Regions from separate parts of the Mus musculus genome. Here regions 1, 2 and 4 are each linked to region 3. A link is a contact called in public promoter capture Hi-C data. All regions are on one chromosome and are shown on one strand. The core of a region is the stretch at or near the end of the contact, and the rest is flanking DNA. Distances in the headings are between cores, read along the strand shown. Region 1 holds the start of Fam24a (family with sequence similarity 24, member A). Region 2 has its middle 13 kb from the start of Gm35249. Region 3 holds the start of Gpr26 (G protein-coupled receptor 26). Region 4 holds the start of Lhpp (phospholysine phosphohistidine inorganic pyrophosphate phosphatase).

The links. Promoter capture Hi-C pulls out the DNA fragments that hold promoters and counts their contacts.
Region 1: a promoter capture Hi-C map of stem cell-derived epiblast-like cells shows a contact between it and region 3, with 3 times the contacts expected there. The contact joins the promoter of Fam24a here to the promoter of Gpr26 in region 3. A contact is called at or near these places in 1 of 39 promoter capture datasets (stem cell-derived epiblast-like cells) and 1 of 9 other capture datasets (adipose tissue).
Region 2: a promoter capture Hi-C map of hippocampal neurons shows a contact between it and region 3, with 2.9 times the contacts expected there. The contact joins the enhancer-like site here to the promoter of Gpr26 in region 3. A contact is called at or near these places in 18 of 39 promoter capture datasets (the 3T3-L1 cell line, 3T3-L1-derived adipocytes, the C10 cell line and 12 more), 5 of 484 Hi-C or Micro-C datasets (cerebral cortex, cortical neurons and embryonic stem cells), 4 of 115 datasets of contacts at active chromatin or transcription factors (embryonic basal ganglia, embryonic forebrain, embryonic stem cells and 1 more) and 2 of 9 other capture datasets (embryonic stem cells and liver).
Region 4: a promoter capture Hi-C map of embryonic stem cells shows a contact between it and region 3, with 3 times the contacts expected there. The contact joins the promoter of Lhpp here to the promoter of Gpr26 in region 3. A contact is called at or near these places in 2 of 39 promoter capture datasets (both in embryonic stem cells).

Annotation. Positions count from the first base shown.
Region 1 is chr7:131,331,220-131,336,470 of GRCm38.p6, reverse strand. It overlaps Fam24a (family with sequence similarity 24, member A), which reads right to left and starts at 1,849. Exons shown (of 3, transcript NM_183272.2): 1 at 1,822-1,849; 2 at 847-971. The coding sequence starts at 962. It also overlaps a transcript of Fam24b not described here.
Region 2 is chr7:132,548,568-132,553,771 of GRCm38.p6, reverse strand. No RefSeq gene overlaps it. Among named protein-coding and RNA genes, the nearest start is that of Gm35249, 13 kb to the right of the region's middle. Within about 2 kb of position 2,296, at least 239 of the 459 cell types and tissues checked have an H3K27ac peak or open chromatin away from gene starts, as enhancers often do. A contact at or near this core is called in the HPC-7 cell line, cerebral cortex, cortical neurons and 7 more, where this site is marked.
Region 3 is chr7:131,964,462-131,969,035 of GRCm38.p6, reverse strand. Gpr26 (G protein-coupled receptor 26) reads right to left here and starts at 2,576. Exons shown (of 3, transcript NM_173410.3): 1 at 1,441-2,576. The coding sequence starts at 2,108.
Region 4 is chr7:132,607,725-132,613,035 of GRCm38.p6, reverse strand. Lhpp (phospholysine phosphohistidine inorganic pyrophosphate phosphatase) reads right to left here and starts at 2,393. Exons shown (of 7, transcript NM_029609.1): 1 at 2,206-2,393. The coding sequence starts at 2,330. It also overlaps the pseudogene Gm46021.

The DNA of each region.
Region 1 (5,251 bases), core at 600-3,099, 630 kb after region 3:
AATTTCCCTTCTCAGTGAGCTTCTTACAATTATGAGGGCTTTGTGAGAAAGGCCAGGGTTGGAGCCCATCATACATGTGACACCAGCCCTGGGTTAAAGCTCTCTGCTCCTTTCCCATCTTTTCTTCTCCTACAATTGCTATGCATGTGAAACCCAGATTCCATCACAAGTAAAGAGAGTGAACTGTGCCCCAGGGGCTCCTGCAGGCCCAGGAGGTGTGGGGATGATAGAGAAGGCACAGCAGTTGGCTGGGCTCAGCTCTGGCCCCTACAATCTAAGTCCCTCTTAAGGGACATCATGACAGCCAGTTTTTCTCATACTTAAAACTTCTCTCCCAAACTTCAAACCATCGCTTGTCTGACCTACATCCCTGTCAGCTGTCCTCCATGGACTTTATTCTCTTGCCCCACGTCACTTTCCCCAAAGTCACTGGCACTGTGGGAACATGAGAGCTCCCCAGTGAGTGGAGAAGAGCTCACTATGGCCAAGCTCTGTGTGAATAGGAGACAGCTCATCCCCAGGGCATCCTCTGGCTTCTCCAGTCCACAGTGCTGAGGTAGAAAGGATGCCCAGCCAGGGCCCTGAGAAGTAGCTGAAGGTTCACTCCGTGTCTAAATGACAGCCAAGTGATGCTGGCACCCATGCTGTCCAGGTTGAGAGCAGTCAACTTAGGAGCTCACAGCCCCAAGCTAGGAGGAGAACCCTCAAACTTGTGTGCCCACCTGCCTTCACTCTCAAACCTGACAGTGGCTCTTGAATTCCCCCGACAAGTGGCCAATGCAATAAGAAGTGACCCTGTTCCAGCAGAGGGCCCCAGTGTTGTCCCCTCTGACTCCCAAGACTCACTTCAGGGCCTTGGATATTTTCTGGTAAAGACAGAACACAAGCGTTATCAGCATGATTGCAGCAATCAGCAGAGTGCTAGCGATGCCGATCATAACCTTCGTCCTCAAGTCGAACATCTTTCACACCTGCCAAAGAAGTCCAGACAGCTGGAGTGGCTTCAGTCCCAAAGAGCCACCTAGCCACCTCCCTCCCCAACTTTCTTCAGTGAAGATGACTTACGGAACCCTGCAGGCGGGCCCACGCTGACCTCAAGTGAGTAAGAGGGTTTACTTGTGGTTAAGAAGGGACTTGAATGTAAAATCTATTTATTAGGCAGCGAGAGGCCCTTGTAGAACAACCAAGCCTGCACTGGGACCCCCAGCCCCAGCCCTCACCCCCACACAAGCCTTCTGAAGTGTGCATACAGTGACTCAAGTACATTGGGTTCGACCGTTATGGTCTTCAAAATGTTATTGAGCAAAACTGCTTAGAATGTACAAATCTATTCTGAAAGTAGTGCTTTTAATGAGGGGTGAGGGGAACCCAGAAAACAGACAGACAAATCCTGTGTCAGGATTTAAAAGATTCTGAATGCTTCCAGCCAAACCCCTTGGCAAAGGCTAGCACAAACCACGACCCAGCTTTCTCAGGAGTCTCTTAGGGTGCAGCCTGTCTTCTAGCAGGCTGAGTTTCTCCCTATTAATCCTCCCACAGCATCATCTTTCTCTTAGTCTAACATCTGAAGCTGGGGACCAGCAAGCCCAGAAAGGACAGGAAACAATCTGACTACAAACATACTTATCAAAGTCATCTGTCCAGCATTAAGGATAATTATTTAAACACACACACACACACACACACACACACACACACACACACACACACACACCACCTCAAAATAAAACAACAAAAAAGCCGGTTTTGGAATAGGGTGTTTCAGAAACTTTGAGTTTCTCAAACCTGTGACTTGAGAAAGAAGGATCTAAGCTGACATACCTGTTAGGTCACTTAAGATACAGGATCTAAGCTGACATACCTGTTAGGTCACTTAAGATGCAGGCTGATGTACCTCTCTGTTGGAGGTCTGAGGGCTGCCAGGGCTGCCAGAATGTCACAGCCCCGAACCAGCCTGTGTGACATCAACCCACAGCCCCACCTCAGAATTCCAAATTCCATGTCTAAGCACATTTCTTGTTCCAAGAACTATAAATACTATTTGGGATCATTTAAAGTCTACCGTTTGAGAGTCTGCTAATCAAAAGCTAGTTGCCTTTCGATTATTTAAAAAGGCAGTGGCGGATCAAGGTTTTTAAACATCCTTACATTTAAAGCCATTCGTGATTGGCAGTGTTTCAACTGAACAGTGAAACAACATGAAGCTGTTGACTATTAAGATTCAAGCACACATTCAGTGACACCGGTAGAGGCTCACCCTTCATGGTTGAACAGCTACAAAGTCAGAGAGGAAACCTATTTTAGGCAAATTTGTATTGTATGATTTTTTTTTCTTGTCTTATTTTTTTAAGCTCCATTTATTAATTTCTTTCTTTACTTACTTTTTACTTACTAATTTTAATCGAAGGTGACCTCAGAGAAAGTCCCATACCCCCTACTAGGATACTTACCTCTGAGGCTTTGTTCAGATGCAGATTTCTTCTCAGGAACAGATTATTTCTCTGATGAGAAAGTTCCTTTTTCAGAGGGTTCACGTTACCTGAGCCAAGTTTTGAGTCTGATGTTACACTTGTCACCTAGACATTGACACCCAATTACACATCTCAGCTGGAAGGAAAAGATATATGTGGTTAAGAGAATTCTCTCTCTCTCTCTCTCCCTCTCTCTCTCTCTCTCTGTGTGTGTATGTATGTGTTTTTCTCTCTGTGTATAATTTTAAAGTTATGCATATAACCTAAAATAATCTAAAACCATATCTGAGACTCAAGGCAGTCTTGTAATTGTAAACTCTAAACAATAACCTCTAACATACAATAGCAGGGAGTATACATCTTTCCCACTTTCAGACTGGATATCCAAGAGTTCAAAACTTTTCCCCTAGCCCCAGGAAATATGATAATGACTATCTGGGACTCTTACTGTTGCTGCCTCTTGGGAGGGTTTCTGCTGCTGGTAAACTGGCTTGCTGTTCATCTGTCTGCGTGGGTTAGGGGGTGGCTGTCTGTCCTGACTTTAGTTCTATAGCATTCTTCTATAGAATTGCTGATTTTCTGTTCGTTCAGCTTCTTGTTGTGAGCATGGGAATGACGCAAGCTCTTCACACAATTGGAACAAACGGAAAGCCCTGGATTGATTTCTTTCTTTCCTCTGGATACCCACAGATAGCCCATCTTCCAGTTCATACCCACAGATAGCCCATCTTCCAGTTCATACCCACAGATAGCCCATCTTCCAGTTCATACCCGCAGATAGCCCATCATCTTCCAGTTCATGGATTCTTTCTTCTGCCTGCTCACATTCACTGTTAAATTATGCTTAATGTTATTTATTATAGTTTCCAACTCTATAATTTTTCCTGACTCTTCATTATAGTTTCCTTTTTTTAAATAAATATTCTTTATAGTAACACATTTTCTCTTAATTTTTTAGACATGGCTTTCTTTGAACATAATTTTAAAATAGCCAAATTAAATCTTTGTCAAAATACAGTCAAAATCTTACGTGGCCTTTTCAAATAGCATTTTGATTGATTGTTCTATTTTTTTTTTGTAGACCTTACTTCTCAATGATTTATAGTCATTTTTGAAAACTAGATTATTTGTTTGTTTACTTTTTATTTTGTTTTTTTTTTGTTTTTATTTTTTTAATCAAGACAAGACTTCTTAGTGTAACCCTGGCTATCCTGGAATTTACTCTGGAACTCACTCTGTAGAGCAGTTTGAGGCTGGCCTCACACTGCCTCTGCCTCCCCAGTACTGGGACTGAAAGCATGTACACCATCTCCCAGCCTGAGAAGCAGATATTTTAAATGGTACAACGTGGGGTCTTTGAAGATCAGGGTCTTCTGTCTCCCCAGGACTCTTGTGCCTGTTGGAGTTATGTGGTATCTTTAGTGACTTTCCCCAGCTGACTCTCTGTGTCCTTTGTCGTATGTGGACACTGATTTGCCTAGAGGTGGTTAGTAGACAAAGATTTCTTTAAATTTCTGGAACAAGAACAACAAAATCTCCCAGTCTTTGCTGAGGGGCTCAGGGTGCCCCTGGACCATGTCTGCAGCAACGAGCCAAACAGCTGAGAACCAAATCTCAGCCCCCACTTCACTGGGAAGAGCCTCCAGCATCCTCCAGATGGAGTACTTTAGCTAGTTCATACTTTCTAGGTGTGTTTATAATCCTCCTTAGGCACACAGCTTTATACATGTGCATGGTCTTTGGACTCCTAGGACTATGTCAGAGCTATCCAAGATCCATATCATTTAGGAACCAAGGTCTCAGGTTCAAAGGGAACTCCTTCCCCCCAAATTTCAAAAGGCAGACAGACAGACAAGTGACAATGTGTGCAGCCTATTAGCACACCACAGCACACGCTGGTCTCAGGGATCCCTCATTGTCACAAGTACCTGTTATACATTTCGAAGTTCATGCTAGCATCCTAGCTCTTCTCACCTCCTCCCCTACCCTCAACTCCCCCAGTCATGGGCTCCCCTTCTCCCAGCTATTCCTCCTTATAACCCTGCTAATTCATATATGCTCTCTCTGTCTTCTGCTCTCTTTCCCTCCTCTTCCTCTTTTTGCCATCCCATGCCCTACCTCTGTTCCCCTTTCTCTCTCTGCTCTGCTGTTTCTCTTATGAGCAGGTCTAGTCTGCTGGCCAAGCTCAGTCTACTCTCTCTGCCCTGAACTCTCCTAGATACTCCTGCTTGTTATCTCTCTCACCTACAATAAAAAACTTTGCCCTTATCACATCATGAAGTGTTCATGTCGTCAGTTTACACTCTAGGGATAATTGTTGTGCTTAGCTTTCAGTCTTATTTTTAACACCAAGCCAGAGTCATCTGAGAGAAGGAACATCCAGTTGAGAAATGCCTCCATCAAATTGACCTGTAGGCATGTTTGTAGGGGGAGGGGCATAGTCTTGATTGATGATTGATCTGAGAGTTCCCATCACACTGTGGACTGTGCCACCTCTGGGCAGGTGGCCTTGAGTCTTATAAAAAGCAAGCTCAGGGAGCCATGGGGAGCAAGCCAGTAAGCCGTGTTCTTCCATGGCCTCTGCTTTGGTTCCTGCCTCCATGTTCAGTTCTGCCTTGAGTTCCTTCCTCAGTATCCCTTGATGGTGAGTTATAACCTGTAATCTAAGTAAATACTTTTCTCCTTTGAGTTGCTTTTAGTCAGTGTTTTGTCACAGCAAAAGAAAAGGAAACCAGGACAGTGACCAAGGTTTTTGTTTTTCTCAGGCTTGCAGTACCAAG
Region 2 (5,204 bases), core at 1,047-3,546, 590 kb before region 3:
CTTTTCTTTTCTTTTCTTTTCTTTTTTTTTTCTTTTTTTTTTTTTTTTTGTTTTTTTCGAGACAGGGTTTCTCTGTGTAGTCCTGGCTGTCCTGGAACTCACTATGTAGACCAGGCTGGCCTCGAACTCAGAAATCCACCTGCCTCTGCCTCTCAAGTGCTGGGATTAAAGGCGTGCGCCACCACACCTGGCTCAACCTGTTCCTTTTAAATGTTCATGAAACATCTGGTCTTTATAAGTTGCATCAGGGTGGGTAAGGATAAGACCTTAGGTGGAGGGCAACATAAGGGGAAAAGGGTTTCCCAGAAGAAACCAAGCAAGATTAAGAGAGCAGGTGTATAAAAGAGATCACAAGTGTGTGTGTGTGTGTGTGTGTGTGTGTGTATGTGTGCGTGCACGCACACATGCCTCTGTATGCACATGTGTGTGCACAGTTGCATGCAGGAGTTTCCAGACCATGACAGATAGAGAGCCTGCAATGGAAGTCCATGTAGCTGTGTCATGCTCTTCTGGTGTCTTTCATGAGAGGAGCTCTGAGACTCCTCTCATGGGGATGTGGACACCTTTTTATGGTCTGCTCTTAATGCAGGTAAGGGGTTTTCACCCTCCCTGTGCTTGGGTGGACACCAGCCATGCTTATCCTAAGAAAAGTTATTTTTATTTTATATGTATATGTGCGTATGCCTGAGCGTATGTTTATGCACCACATGCGTGTCGGTACTTCAGGAGGCAAATAGAGGGTGTTGGGTCTTCCTGGAGTAACAGGAGATTGTGAGTTGCCCTCTGTGTGTGCTGGGAACTGAACCCAGGTTTTTTGCAGAGTAGCATGCCCTAAACGCTGTAGTTTTACAGTGTCATTATCTGAACCCTAAGAGCAGAACTTGGGTTAAAGTGGTTCAGCCTAAGCACTGACAGTTTGTCCTAGATGACAGCTTGTCCTAGATGACAGCTCGTCATATAAACTGGCGACATCACACTTGGAAACCTGCTGATCACGGTAGGATCCCCCCAGGCTAGCAGGTGGTAGGTGAGGGGTTACTAATATAACAGCCCCTAATCTGGTTTGCCTTAACTACTAATTTATGGTTCCTGGGTTCTAAGCCTTGTATTTTATAGTAACACAATGGAACTGACTTCAAGATGTGTATGCACACAGTGCATAAACTCCCAAGTTTTTCCTAGAGAACACTGTGGCAGCCCTGTCTGTGTGCCCCAGGTTTGTTCTTTTGGAGTGTACAGGCCCAGACAGAACTTGTGAGCATGAGGGCACACAGCTGTGGTAAGGAGCCTGCCCGGGTGCCTTGATGACTATGAATATCGAGGCCAGCTTCAGTTTTGTTTTGAGCTAGGCTGACCTCAGGCCAGCTCACTCTTGTCTATTCTTTATGAAAGCAGGCGAATTAGGCCCACTTTCCTTCGCTCACGCTGCCCACTGTTTTTTAAAGTGGAGTCGGATGCCCTATGAGTCTGAGCTCTTAGTTAATGGGAACCACGGCCAGCTGGTCCCTACACACCTTATGAACCCACAAAGGAGCCAGACTGAGACCCTGGTAGGTTTCTTGGAGGAACCTGCCAGAAAACACCCACCATCTTCAGTGACATTTCCACTTCCCATCTTGGGTTTTTAGATTCCCTTGATGACTTAGTCTCCTTTGAAGTCAGTTTTCCCGGGGGGAAAAATGGTCCGTTTCTGCGGAGAGGGACCTTCGAGTTCTGTAGAGTAGTTAGGGATGTCTTGAGTCAGACTTAGAGCTAAGCACTGGTAGAGGAGGCCGAAGACGTATTTGGACAGCAGGGGGCACTGCCGGCAAAGCATTGCTCAGGTTTCAGCCGCGACGCGCGTGCGCGCAGGCCAGGGAATCAGCACTGAGACCAGGAGCCAATGGGTGCAGGGGATGGGGTGGTGTTTCAGGGGTGGTGTTAAACTGTTTTCTTCCAGGGCTCGCTGTCCTTTGCTGTTCCTTGGTTGCAAATCTTCTTGGCTGCAGACTTCTGTACTTTCATAAAACTTGGTTGTTAGTGTGCAGACTGAACGCACACTTTGAAAACAGTTGAAAAAAATGCAGAAACAATTCCCTCTGCGGCGCCGTGACTGTTCAGGTCTGGGTTCTCCCTTATGTGCTCTGGGTCCCCGGTCTTTTGACTGGTTAAGGGGTGTGAATCATGTTCACCCACTTGTCGCCCAGTGCACCTTATCGGTGCCCATCCTCTTGCCCCGTTCAGAAGACCTGGTAACCTAGCCCGGGCCACTTCCCTGGGGGCGACTATCACCTGTGCATTCTCTAGGAGGGAATAGAGGGCGCCCTAAGCCTATGGAAAGGGCTTGCAGCGTGGAAAATGAAGGCTAGGGCTAATGGTGTGAGTGGTAGGAAGGTGCTCTTTGGTTGCACTTGGTTTTCTTGCACTTTGTCTCTGCCACCTCACTGTGGCCTCCCTCTGTATGTGGCTCAGTCGACAGCTGTCTATCTACCATTACATGGTGATGACCTAGACAGCCAGGACTGGGAGGCCCTGGGTGTGTGAGCGCTGAAGGAGAAAAGAAATACCTTTTCTCATCCACCCTGTGGTCATGGCTGAGGCCTCTGCAACAAAATGATTAACAAAGAGAAAAGCATACACATTTATCTAATAGAAATTTTATGACGCCTAGGAGCCTTTAAAGGAAATGAAGAATGGAAGAAATGGTAAACCTCTGCATTTGTTTTTTTTTTTTTTTTTTTAAGCTGTGGTTTTATCCTGTGAGAACAAAACAGACTGTGACTGGATAGAAGTATGTGATCTAATGTTGATAAACTGGGGGCCTTATGAGGTCTGCTTGTTCAGAGTCTTTTGTGTCCTTGATGTCAGTGTCAGGGACTTTACTTCTCATTAGGGGACACTCCTCAAGTTCTCATGGACTCCTGCACGTGGAGAAGAGTCCTGGCGGGAGTTCTGAGGAGGGGCTCTTTCCCTTCCTGGCAGGAGCGAGATGGGAGAGGGTTGCTTCTGAGGCAGGAGGAGACTGGTCATCAGCTTTGGACATGCCAGGCAAACTCTGGAGCCTTAATCTCTTCCTTTAAAAAAATGGGGCAGCAGGCTCCTCCAGGGAACGGAGGACACATCGAGGAGCGTGGCTTCAGTTGAACCTGCTGGAGGCCTGGGTTCTAATCCCAGGTGTCCTGCTCGGGGCTGCTGCTCCTGCCCCCTGGTCTCCTTCTGATGAGGGTTGAGTGGCAGAGTATGTTACCTCTCAAAGAGGATCAGATCACATCATTTCTGCAGCAGCCCCCAAAGCCAGTCTGGAGGAGGAGCCAGGCTGTGAAAGGCAGTCAGCTCTGACCAGAGGAGCCGAGGCCTGACCTCCATGGAGCGGGTACTCTGACAGCATCTGTGCTGTGGAATTCAGCTCTTATGTCCCAGGCTTGTGACCCAGGACTCCTGTCTCCAGCCCGAGTGGCCCTGTGTGGTTCTGTGTGTGGCTGTGTGGTGGGGCGGGGACATGGTCCCTTACTCTCACTTGTTTGAGTCCCAGCTCACTTCAAGAGACTGTTCTTTTGGCATAGTGATGGTACTATTCCAGGTGGAGAGAGGTTCTGCCTTCCTCTCTGGAGGAAACTTAGCCTCAGTGGGTATCTAAGAGATGGGGGTAGGTGTAGAAGTTAGGTCCAGTTCTCGTTGCCCTCCCCAGCCCCATGCTCCCGGAAATACAACACAGACTCAAAATATATTTACAAATACCTTGGCCATAAAGCTAGGCTCTTCTCTGACTAGAATTATACTTAAGATAATCCATTTATTTTAATGTACATTCTGCCATGAGTCTGGTTTCATTGTTTAGGTACCATGCATTCATCTTCTCACATCTTTCCGGGCAGATCATCCATGCCTGGTTCTATCCCAGAATTCTTCCTCCTCCCAGATGTTCCACCTTCTACTTCCTGCCTTGCTGGAGTCTAGCCCAGCATGAAAGGGTCCCAAGGAAAGGCAGTGATGGGGTATGGAGTCAGCAGTGAGGCCAAAGTTTATTTATCTTTGCCAATCTTCTGTCTACAACTCTTTGCAATTCAAAGGCCAAAACCCAATGGCTTCTGGTAATAAACTCCTTCCGTTAGCATCAGGGGATTAGGAAAAAAAAAGCTTGCCAGATCAAGGGGCCTCTCTTCCCAATGATGGCCGACTAGGCCATCTTCTGCTACATATGCAGCTAGAGACATGAGCTCTGGGGGGTACTGGTTAGTTCGTATTGTTGTTCCACCTTTAGGGTTGCAGACCCCTTCAGCTCCTTGGGTACTTTCTCTAGCTCCTCCATCGGGGGCCCTGTGTTCCATCCAATAGATGACTGTGAGCATCCACTTCTTTGTTTGCAGGCACTGGCATAGCCTCACAAGAGACAGCTATATCAGGGTCCTTTCAGCAAAATCTTGCTGGTTTACGCAATAGTGTCTGGGTTTGGTGGCTGATTATGGGGTGGAACATCAAGGCCAAGAAGTGGGAGTGGGTGGGTAGGGGAGCAGGGTGGAAGGAGGGTATAGAGGACTTTCGGAAAAGCCTGGATTGTTTGGGAGAGCCCAAGATGTTGGAGATGTCAAAGTTGAGGGAAAAAAAGCTGCCAAGGAAAGCTGCAAAACAGGTGTGGAACCAGCCTGAGAGAGAGAAGCACGCTTCAGTGAAGAAAACTGAGAGGACTCGGAGCTGTGAGGAGCACCGTGACATCGGGCGTGAGCATGCAGGGTTTGGAGTTTGCTCTGCTTGGCTTTGGTCCGTTTTTTAGCACTAAGCTCCCTTCCTCCAGTTTGGAATGGTAGTGTATATACTGGGCCATTGTATGTTGGAAGTATGTGAGCTGCTTCTTCATTTTGACTTTACAGGTGGCTACAGTTAAGAGACTGCATGAGACTTAGAAGAGACTTTAGTTCGTTAGTCAGTTTTTTATAATGTGTACAGTAATTGGTGAACTATGCTCACATTCTTTACATAACGTGAATTTTGCGATGATATGTATTTTAAAAATTTAGTCCATTTAAAGAAATTGTGTGGCAATATTTTGTTTGCAAGTGCTACAATGGTATTAATGACATTGGCCTAAAACAAACAAAAAGAAAAAAGAAAAAAAAAGCTTAATTGTTAGGGCTCCCTTCTCTCTGGCTCAAGAACCTCTCGCTGGCCATGTTAGAGGCTTGGACTTGTTACCTCTTCATGAACCAGGAAGAAAAGAGAAGAAAAAA
Region 3 (4,574 bases), core at 1,327-3,826:
CCCCAGCCCCAGCCCCAGCCCCAGCCCCAGCCCCAGCCCCAGCCCCAGCCCCAGCCCCAGCCCCAACCCCAGCCCCAGCCCCAGCCCCAGCCTCAGTTCTAGCCTCAAACCCAGCCCCAGCCCCAGCAGTAGCCCCAGTCCCGGTTCCAGTCCCAAACCCAGAACTAGCCCCAGAACCAGAACCAGAACCGGACCCGGACCCAGCCCCAGCCCCTTCTAAAGTGAAGGACAATGAACGGGAATGTTTCTACAAGTGTGGCTTCAGACTCTCTCCTGAAATGACTAAACTGCACAGACCATTGCTGAGAGAGCTGATGTAAGCACATTTGGTTTAAGCTTCTGTGGGGAAGATTTTATTTGGGAAAGACTGGACCACCATGTCATCTTGAATGTGTGCTCAGGGGGTGGCAGTAGACACACTCAGCCATGCCCTTCTGATGAGCGGGTAGAGTAACATTCAGCATAGTGACATTGCTCAAGGCAGGGAAGCTTCACAAAGGCTTTTGCTCAGTCTGTCCACTGTGCCCTGGAGGGTGAATATACATTGGGGTCTACATTCCATTCCCCAAGGCTCCCCACATCCTGGGGCTCTGCTCACACATTGAAGCCTAACTGTCCATCACTATTGCTCCCTGTGTGCTGTATCTTCTGTGTCAAGTGGACTCCTAAGTCCCAGGCAGCAGAGAGGGAGTCTGCTTTTAATGTATATAAACTGGCAGAGGCCACAGAAGCACCCTCCCTCTTGATGTCCTAGTCTCAAGAGGAAAGATGAGGTGAGCTCAGAACAGCCCGATTGACAGTTTCCTCCTCTTCTCCCTAAGGAACACTAAGGACCACGGAGGTTCCCAGTCCATCTTTCCATTTGCCTCCCTCCTTCTTCTCCAAAGAAATAGCAAGTCAACAGAATGGAAGTGGTGGGCAGGCTTGGTTTCAGAAACCTGAGATACAAATTCTTTAAGGGACCTTGAGGTTCCAAGTCTAGAAAACGATGGACTGAACCTTCTAGGAAGGCAAGAAGAACTGGGGCCCTCAGAGCTCATCACTGGGAGAAGGTGCTATGGATTCTGTTTAATGAGGACTCATGCGAGGAGATCCAGGTGGCACCACACCCAGGACTGCAAAGACCCAGAGGAATAACACCCACCATTTGAAGAGTTCTTAAGGGTTTTCCAATCCTCTAGATACCCCTCTCAGATCCAAACCACTTTCAAGCTTCGAAAAGTGAACAGAGTTCACTGCCCAGAGTATAAGGGTAACAAGATGTTCTGGCTGGGGTTTCAGTCCCATGTTTCAGAAAGTGAAGCTCTAGGCACCCGTTTAAACAGGATCTGCTATTCCACCCGTGCTTAATGCCATTGATGCAGAAAGGGGATCTCCCGGGATGCTGGGACCTTCCTAACTCAATACCAAGTGCTCAGAGTCTTGGGTCAGGGCACTCACCTGGGGTGTATGTCCACCAACAGCACAAGCGTCTGCATGGTGATCACGTCGATGCGCTTGCAGTGGAAGCGGGCCACCTTGAGCACCTTGAGGTACGTGAAGCAGAGCACGATGAAGGAGAGCAGGAAGCTGAGCGCATGGAAGGCGCTGGTGAAGACAGCAAAGCGCAGGCGCTCGTCCGGCCGCCGGCTGCACAGTGTGCACGAGGCATATAGCTGGTGGAAGCCGAGCCAGGACAGGGCGAGCGCGGTGGCCGGGAAGGTGAGCGCGTGCAGCCACGTGTAGGCCACCATGAAGGCGGCATCTCGGAGGCGCATCTTGGCACGGTAGCTCAGCGGAAAGACCACAGCCACCCAGCGGTCGATGCTGAGCGCGGCCATGCTGAGCATGGAGTTGGCGGCCAGAAAGGTGTCGAGGAAGGCGGCCAGGCGGCACAGGCGGTCCCCGGCCGGCTGCCGTTGTGCCACGACGCCGGCCAGTGTTAGTGGCATGTTGACCACGGTACACAGCAGGTTGCCACACGTGAGGTTGAGAGTGAAGAGCGCCGGCGCCTGGCGGCGGATGTCAGCGCTGTGCAGGAGGCAGAGCAGCACCAGCCCGTTGGACAGCAGCGACACGCCGATAGTGCCCACCAGCAGCCCCGCCAGGCCCGCGTCCCACGAGTTCATGGTGCGCGCCCGCCGCTGGCGCTCAGGGCCCGCAACCCCGCGCCGCCATGGCGCAGCCTGCTGTCGACTCAGCCCCTAGGCGACACGGCAGCCCAGCGACCCCTGGCCCTTGTCGCCATGGCTACCCAGAGGGCATCCACCAACCCAGAAGCCCGCGCCACCCCCTGGGCCAGCACCTAGGCACGCAGCCTCCCGGAGCCCCGCGCCACCTCCCAGGCGAGCACCTGGGCACGGAACCACTCGGAGTCTGGGGTCACCTCACCGGCGATCACCTAGGCGAGTGTTCACTCCCAGTCCCGCACCACCTCTTGGCCTGTGCTCCTCTGACCTCCTGAAGTGCCCTGGAATCCGGGGTCGCAGTCTCCTGTGGTCACTGGCTTTGCGTCTGCCTGCACCCGCCCTTACTGGGTCCCTCTCAGCTCTGGCTCTGCTCCGCACACCCTTCTGCTTTGTGGCTTTCTCTCTGTCTCCCTCTCTCTGCCTCTGTGCTCAGTCTCCTGTGTGCTCTCACTTTCTGCCCCCTCCCCCTTCTGTCTCTCCCACCTCCAATTTTCTCCTCCCTTTCTTTCTCCTTTCTCTCTTTTTTCTCTTAGGAAACTGGCTGCTTCTGAGAAGGAAATCCCACCGATTCTCTCTCTCTCTCTCTCTCTCTCTCTCTCTCTCTCTCTCACACACACACACACACACACACACATACACACACACACACACTTGGAGGGAAGGAGCCCTACCGGCTCCCTTGCAGAATGGCTGGCTCCCAGTGGCTCCCCTCCTCCCCTTCCTTTCTATCCTCCCCTATATGAGCTGGAGACAGGCTGAGTCAAGAAATCTAGGAAAAGGGAAGAATGTCTGGGCACCCTCATGTCCCAGTGCTGCTTGTCCCTGCCTAGGTGACCAGACCTTGACCCAGTCCACCTGCCCCATAGCTGCCCAGCATCTAGGATTGCTGCTGTTATCTAAGATGAACTGGGGAGCTTGGCTAGGCTTCTGCTGAGCTGGGATAGAATTCACAGTTCTGTCTTGCATTATGGCCAGAGATCTCCTGAGATCTCCCCTCATCTATCTGCAGGCAGTTGCTGTACTGCTGGACACTGAGTCTCCAGAGCTTCGTCTCTTCACTCTCTAGTCATTCAGCTACACTCTCAGATATGGTGCAAGGTCACTTGAGGCTCACCGGGACATCCCTTGGGCATGCCATCAGTCAAGAACACACTCTGTCCATGGTCATCAGAAGTAGTCCTGGTGTAGCTGGTTCTGGACACTCATTGTGTCCTGGGCCAGCTGCTGTCCTGTCCATTCTGGGTGTGGCGAGCCAGCGAGTATAAGCTTATTAGGCATGTGGATGAACTGTTCAGAGAATGGGAGGATAGCGGATGTCTCTGTTTGATCCAGATCATCAGAGTTTGGGACATAAAGGGTCTCAGCCTCCCCTCAGGTAAACATGTGGGAACTGTGTCTCTTCTATCCCTAGTCCAGACTCCGTAGTTTCAAAGGTGCTTGGTGGACAGACAGGTGACAACTTTCAGAGCTTCCTCAGTCTCTTGCCTTTCTATGGGATGCTACCTCCTCCAGTGACCACCTACACTGTATTTCAGAGCCTGGTGAGATGGCCAGTGATGACTGTACATAGCCAGACCTCAGTCTGAAAGAAACCAAATATAGACAGTTTCCCTAAGGGAGCTGTTGTGTCTCCCCCATCACACTAATTATCTTCCCTCACATAGATTCAAGGATGGAGGGGGTTAATCTAAAGCACCTGCAAGTCAGAGAGAACAATGGCCTTTCTCTTCTACACCTTGACAGATGCTAAGCACCACTATAATGAATATACCCAAGAGTGCCCAGGACAGGACCACTTCTTACCAGCTTCCAAGGGTGCCTGGGAACCCTTCTGCAACCCCCCTTAAGAGGCAGCACATTGGTAATAGAAACCTGACACTCTAAGGGCATTTATACCACAGAAACAAACAAATGTCACAGCTCAGCCCGCCCCACCCGCAATCTGAGCCCGTGGTTAAGCAGTTACCAGCACATCACTCACTGACCTCACAAGACCCTGAGCCAAACACCCATCTTCCCCGAGTCTTGGCTTCCTTATCTGTTTTTTAGAGCTGCGTTGATACTGTGTGGAAGTGGTTTTGCCTCTCAGGGAAGAGAAAAGCAAGCAGAATGCTGTCATCCTTCTCAGCCCTTGGTCTCCTCATGGGGCCTACAGAACTCAGGTTGGCTGTGCATCTTCATCTCTTGCTTGGTTGATGACAACAACAATGTGGGCTGTTCACCCATGTGTCTCCCTGCTTCCACAGACTGTCTTGATAAGCCTCTCCCCTGGGATGAGATGGATGTTTAGGGATTGCTTCTGGAGTAAACCAGTATGTTTTGGGACACACCAGTGGATCCTTGATTCTTACATTATAATGTTCTATAGAATGACTTCCTGTGCTGTTTAAATTCAGATTCCTGGGG
Region 4 (5,311 bases), core at 1,144-3,643, 640 kb before region 3:
GAGAGGGACAGCGACTCTTCCCTGATTATGGAGAGTGATTGTTCTTGGTCCTTTATGGTTTCAAAAGACACAACTTTTATTTCAATTACTTCTCTTTTCTCAATCTCTCTCTCTCTCTCTCTCTCTCTCTCTCTCTCTCTCTCTTTCAGACAGGGTTTCTTTGTGTAGCTTTGGCTGTCTTAGAACTCATTTTGTAAACCAGGCTGGACTTGAACTCACAGAGATCCTCCTGCCTCTGCCTCTTGTGTGCTAGGATTAAAGGTGTCCGCCACCACTGTCCGGCTCAGTTATTTCTAGTAAACAAGTCAGAACAAATACCCAGAATTGTACCCACTACTGCAGTGCCAATTTTGTCTTCTCACATAAGGTAGCAGCACTTGGTTCTACGAAGTCTCAAAAAAAAAAAAAAAAAAAAAGAAAGAAAAAAAGTGAACTTGTTCCCAGTTTTATCAAAAAAAAAAAAAAAAAAAAAAAGAACCTATTGGTATAGTTTGAATTTGCATTTCTAATGCAACGGGTGGAGCATCTTTCCTGCGCTGAGGGGGTCACCAGTGTCTCTTTCCTGGTGAGTCTTCTGTCTTCTGTCCACATTCTCACTCAATGGCTGACTTTTTTGATTTATATATTCTGGGCCATAGATGTGAAAGCTTTCTTGGCAAGATGCCAAAAGAAACCTCATTTTCATTATACATATTTGTACATGTATCCATGTTCATATGTGTGTGTGTGTGTGTGTGTGTGTGCGTGTGTGTAGATACACATGTATGACACCGGTAATCTCAATTGGCAGCTCGATGAGAGCTAGCATCATCCAGAAGACAAGCATCTGGGCCTGTCTGTGGGTGGACTCTCTTCAGCTGTTAATTAAAGTGGGAAGTCACTTCCTACAGGTGGCACTATCCCGGGGCTTATATGCTTTGGCACTATCTTCACGTATACTCATCTATGGTGAGTGACTCAGTTTATTCATTTGAGCACAAACTATGGTCTACCTTCCTTCCAATGAGATCCTCATAACGTCCTGGCTGCTTACATCGTCCAGTGTCTGTCCCGCTACACTCTAAGAGGGGCCTCCACAGAATTAACTGCTCATATCCAAGGCTCAGTGAAACAAAGCCAGCCTTAAGTTCTGGAGTTAGTGGAGACAATGTAGAAGCCAGAAAGACATGTAAACTGGACTTTCACCCACCCAGAAGGTCTAGGTGTTTCCTAGGACTAGCTGTCCCATACCAGTCCCTTTCACTGTGCTACAAAACATAGTCTGTGTCCTTGTTACACCATCAGTGCCACCCCTCTTGCTCAAGTGTTCTCTCTCTCCACAACCATACGCGCGCGCGCACGCACACACACGCACACACACACACACACAAACAGATAAGTAGGGGAGGGCCTCTCGGGATCAAAGGACTTACTTAACTGCAAATAAGTAAATAGTGCTAGTTAGGTCAGGGTACCCCAGAGAGTGATATTGAGAGAATAATGCTAAACAATGAGCAGCCTCCAACTGCTCATCCACATTACACAAAGCTATCTGCGGACCAAAGACAAATAGCCCAGGTTTAATGCCAATTGTGGTCTCTGACAGCATTCTGCATTGGCAAGGTGTAATGAGCCAGACCCCTTGTCCTCCTCAAATCAAAACCAATACAAGAGAATTAGATGGCTAGCCATGTATATGATTTAAAGTTTTCTAAGAGAAACAGGTGGATCATTTGAATAGTTTACTTAGCCTAGTATATTAAAAATAGTCACTTAAACGTGTAAGCAACATCAAGAAATATTTTAAAGTAACTTTTCCATTTATTTACTTTTAAGATGGAGGACATGCATGGAGGGCAGAGAGAGGCAACTTACGGTAGCCACCGTTCTTATTCTACCATGTGGGTCCCAAGAATTGAACTCAGGTGTCACACACAACTGGCAATGAGTGTCTTTACCCATGGAGCCATCTCCCCGGCCTAACAGGTTGCAATATTAATGAGATAGTCTACACTTTTTGAATCTGTATTTTACTTGCAAGTTAACCAACTGCTTCCAAAACACAGCTTCAACCCATAAATGCCTAGGACCAACCCAACCTTCCCCCGACAAGGTTCCTAGCCAGCCTGAGGGGTGGAGCTAGCACTCGAGAAGGCGGAGCTAGCGCGAACGCCCCGCCCCCGGTAGTTGACACAGCCGGGAACCCCCTGCATTGAGCTCACTAACCTCGCCACTGCCTCCACAGAGCCTGCGATAGCGGTTGCACCGCTTGCGCTGCTATCACATAGCACCCCGGAGATGTCAAGCAGCACTCCCCGCACGCCCGTCAGCCGCTCAGCCCATGCGGCCATCGTGTCCAGCTATAAATCCGAACTCGGCGTCGCCGCTGCTTTTATCCCGCAGCCACGCCTCCCGCGCGGGGTTGCCTGGGAAATGTAATCCGCGGCGGGCGGGCCGGGAGCAAACTGGGAACCACGTGGACCAGCCTGACGCTTGACTATCAGGAAAAGCAGTGAACGCATCCTGCGGAAGGAGTTCAAACCCCTAAGAGTCAGGACATGACAACTTGAAATGAAAAGTGAAACAGTCCAGGAGGGATGGCTCTCACCTGTAATCCCCAGCAGGGCTGAGAGTGTGAAGCCAAGATGCCACAAGGGGGTAAAGGTGTTTGGCACAAAACTTAACTTTAATTCTATTCCCAGGACCCATACAATAGCAGGAGAAAACCTATTCCTGACATTGTCCCCAGATCTCCCCACGAGTGCATGCACACACACGTATACTAATTAAATAAATGAAATTTTAAGTGTTGGAGACATCCTAGCCTCAGTAGTGAGGTTCTGTCTCAAAAATGGAAGAGAGAGGGAGAGATCTTGCAGGCGGTTAGATGGCACCATCCAATTCCTTGGAAACACACTAAAGGAACGTGTGCAAACAGAATGACTGCGGTGTAAATAAATGATAATGCCAAGACAAGCTGAAGAAAATTAATGTAGAGGATACAGGTTGCATATCAGAGATGCTGAAAGAAATGTGCTGAAAGAAAGATCAGCCAGGGGAGGTGGCAGAAGCAGCTGAAGCTCTCAGAGTTTGAGGTCAGCCTGTTGCGAGTTCCAGGACAGCATGGACTACACAGAGAAATCCTGTCTCAAAAAAAACAAAAAAACAAAACAAAACAAAAAGAGGGGAAGGGGATTGGAGAGAGAAGGGGGAGGGAGGGGGAAGACAGGGGGGAGAGGGACAGAAAGGGAGAAGGAGAGAGAGAGAGAGACTCCCGCTAACTACCTTGGAAAACTCTTCTGTTCTAACATTATATGAAAAACACAAATTCAAAAGTTATATGCAGACAACAGCCTTGCAAAAATAAAGAGCATGGTAATATGAGTAGAAAAAAACACCAAATTTTATGTGTCTCGGGAGGCCAGAAGAGGGTGTTGATCCCTGAAACAAGAATTATATATAGACCCTGATGATTAATGATGTGGGTGCTGGGACTGAACTCTGGTCCATCTGAAAGACCATCCAGTGCTCTTAACCACTGAGCCACCTCTCCAGCACCCAGAATGTTAGAACTTTAACGCATTTCAACAAAGTGTGCATTATTCTTTTGATGAGCTTACCAGAGGAGCTGCTCGCAAGAGAAATAAAAGGTATAATGTCTACCCTGAGTGGGTTTACTGTGCTAGAGATCAATATTATACAGAGAGACTGAAGAAGCTGCTCTAACTTGAGAAAGTTTGCTTACATCGGGCAAGAAAGAGCTTACAGATTTGGGGGTTAGGAAGTGAAGGCTGGAGAATCAGGCTGGAGTCCTGCATAACCAGGAGTTATGTGTCTATAAATCCAATAATCACTGAAGGAAAACCCCAGACTCAAATAGTAATGCAAAGGCAGAAGGTTTATTCTGCGGAAATTACCAGCATGCAGGGGCCAACCGTTCGTCAAAATGGTTTGCAGACCCCTTTTATGCAGGTCTAAGGGAATTTTCCAGAAAGATTAGGTAATCTCCAATATGATTGGTAGGGGCAAAACAGTGACATTAGTACAATTTTGATTGGTTGCTAAGTTAGTTTCATTATAATTGCTGAAACCTTGAGGAATTTTGTCAACCAGCTCAGTTCTGGCCTTGTTATCTCCTCCAGCTGGGTATCCCAGGAGCTGACTCAGCTCCAGACTTTACCTCCCTAAGTCACAGCCATCATTGGCTAAAGGCCCATTGTCAATGGCTCCTTCTGGGAAGCCCAGCATGCTTCCTGGGGAAGTGAAAATTTTTTATTGCCAAGGTTTCTGGACCTCCCATTAGAGATGCTCTGCTCCTTTGGCAGTTCTCTTCCACTGCCTGTTGGTAAGATGCTAGTATCCCATTAGAACAGCCTCTGCCTCCAATGAAGCACAAGAAACAAATTATTTCAACACTGCCTTCCTGTGTCTGCCACTTCACCTTCAGCATCTAACTGGACAGCACCCAGTTTAATCTTCATGGGAATCTGGGTCTTTCCAGACTTCTAGGTTGGAGCTGGGTCAGACTGAAGAATTTGGCAGAAGTCTCTGCCCCTTGCAGTGGGCGCGTGTGGTACAAATTGGCCCAAGATGTGATCTTTGCCTTCAGCTCTCAAGATGGTCTGAGGATAAGACAACATATAACACAGTTGAGCTAATGTATGCCAAGTGACAATGAGTGACAGAGATACAGCCAAGAGGAGGGACACTGGGCTGTGGGTGGCCTCGGTGGCTCATACGCAGACAGGCAGTCTGAAGTGGAACTTGAAAGAATGTCTGACTTTAGACTTTATGCCCTGGTGGATAAAGGGTAGGTACCTATGCCAGTGATGAGTACATTTGTGTGATTTTTGTCCTCTCAACAAGCTCTGTCTGGAACCTGGACAACTCACTGTCACTCTCTAGGTAGACATAAAAACATGCAGAAAGGCCTGATATCCAGAACCTGCAAACACATTAGTGTAGTGAGAATTCTGGAATTTTAGCTTCTCTCTCTCTCTCTCTCTCTCTCTCTCTCTCTCTCTCTCTCCCTCCCTCCAACCCTCCCTCCCTCCCTCCCTCCCTCCCTCCCTTCCTTCCTTTCTTTATTTCTTTCAGTTCAAGATTTAATTGTCTTCATAACAAAATCATCTTAGAACTGGATCACTTGGCCCTTTCTCTTCTTATCTCCTCTCAGTTCAAAATGTTTGCATCTCCTTCTAGCCAGCATCCTCTTAGATCTTCAGTTGGGCTCCACCACACTCAAGTCTCAGCCCACTCTTCTTTGTAGTTTTAGCCTTTTGGTGGAAAATAGACTTAATCTGCCCATCACAGCAGCTCTGTTTCCTGTCAT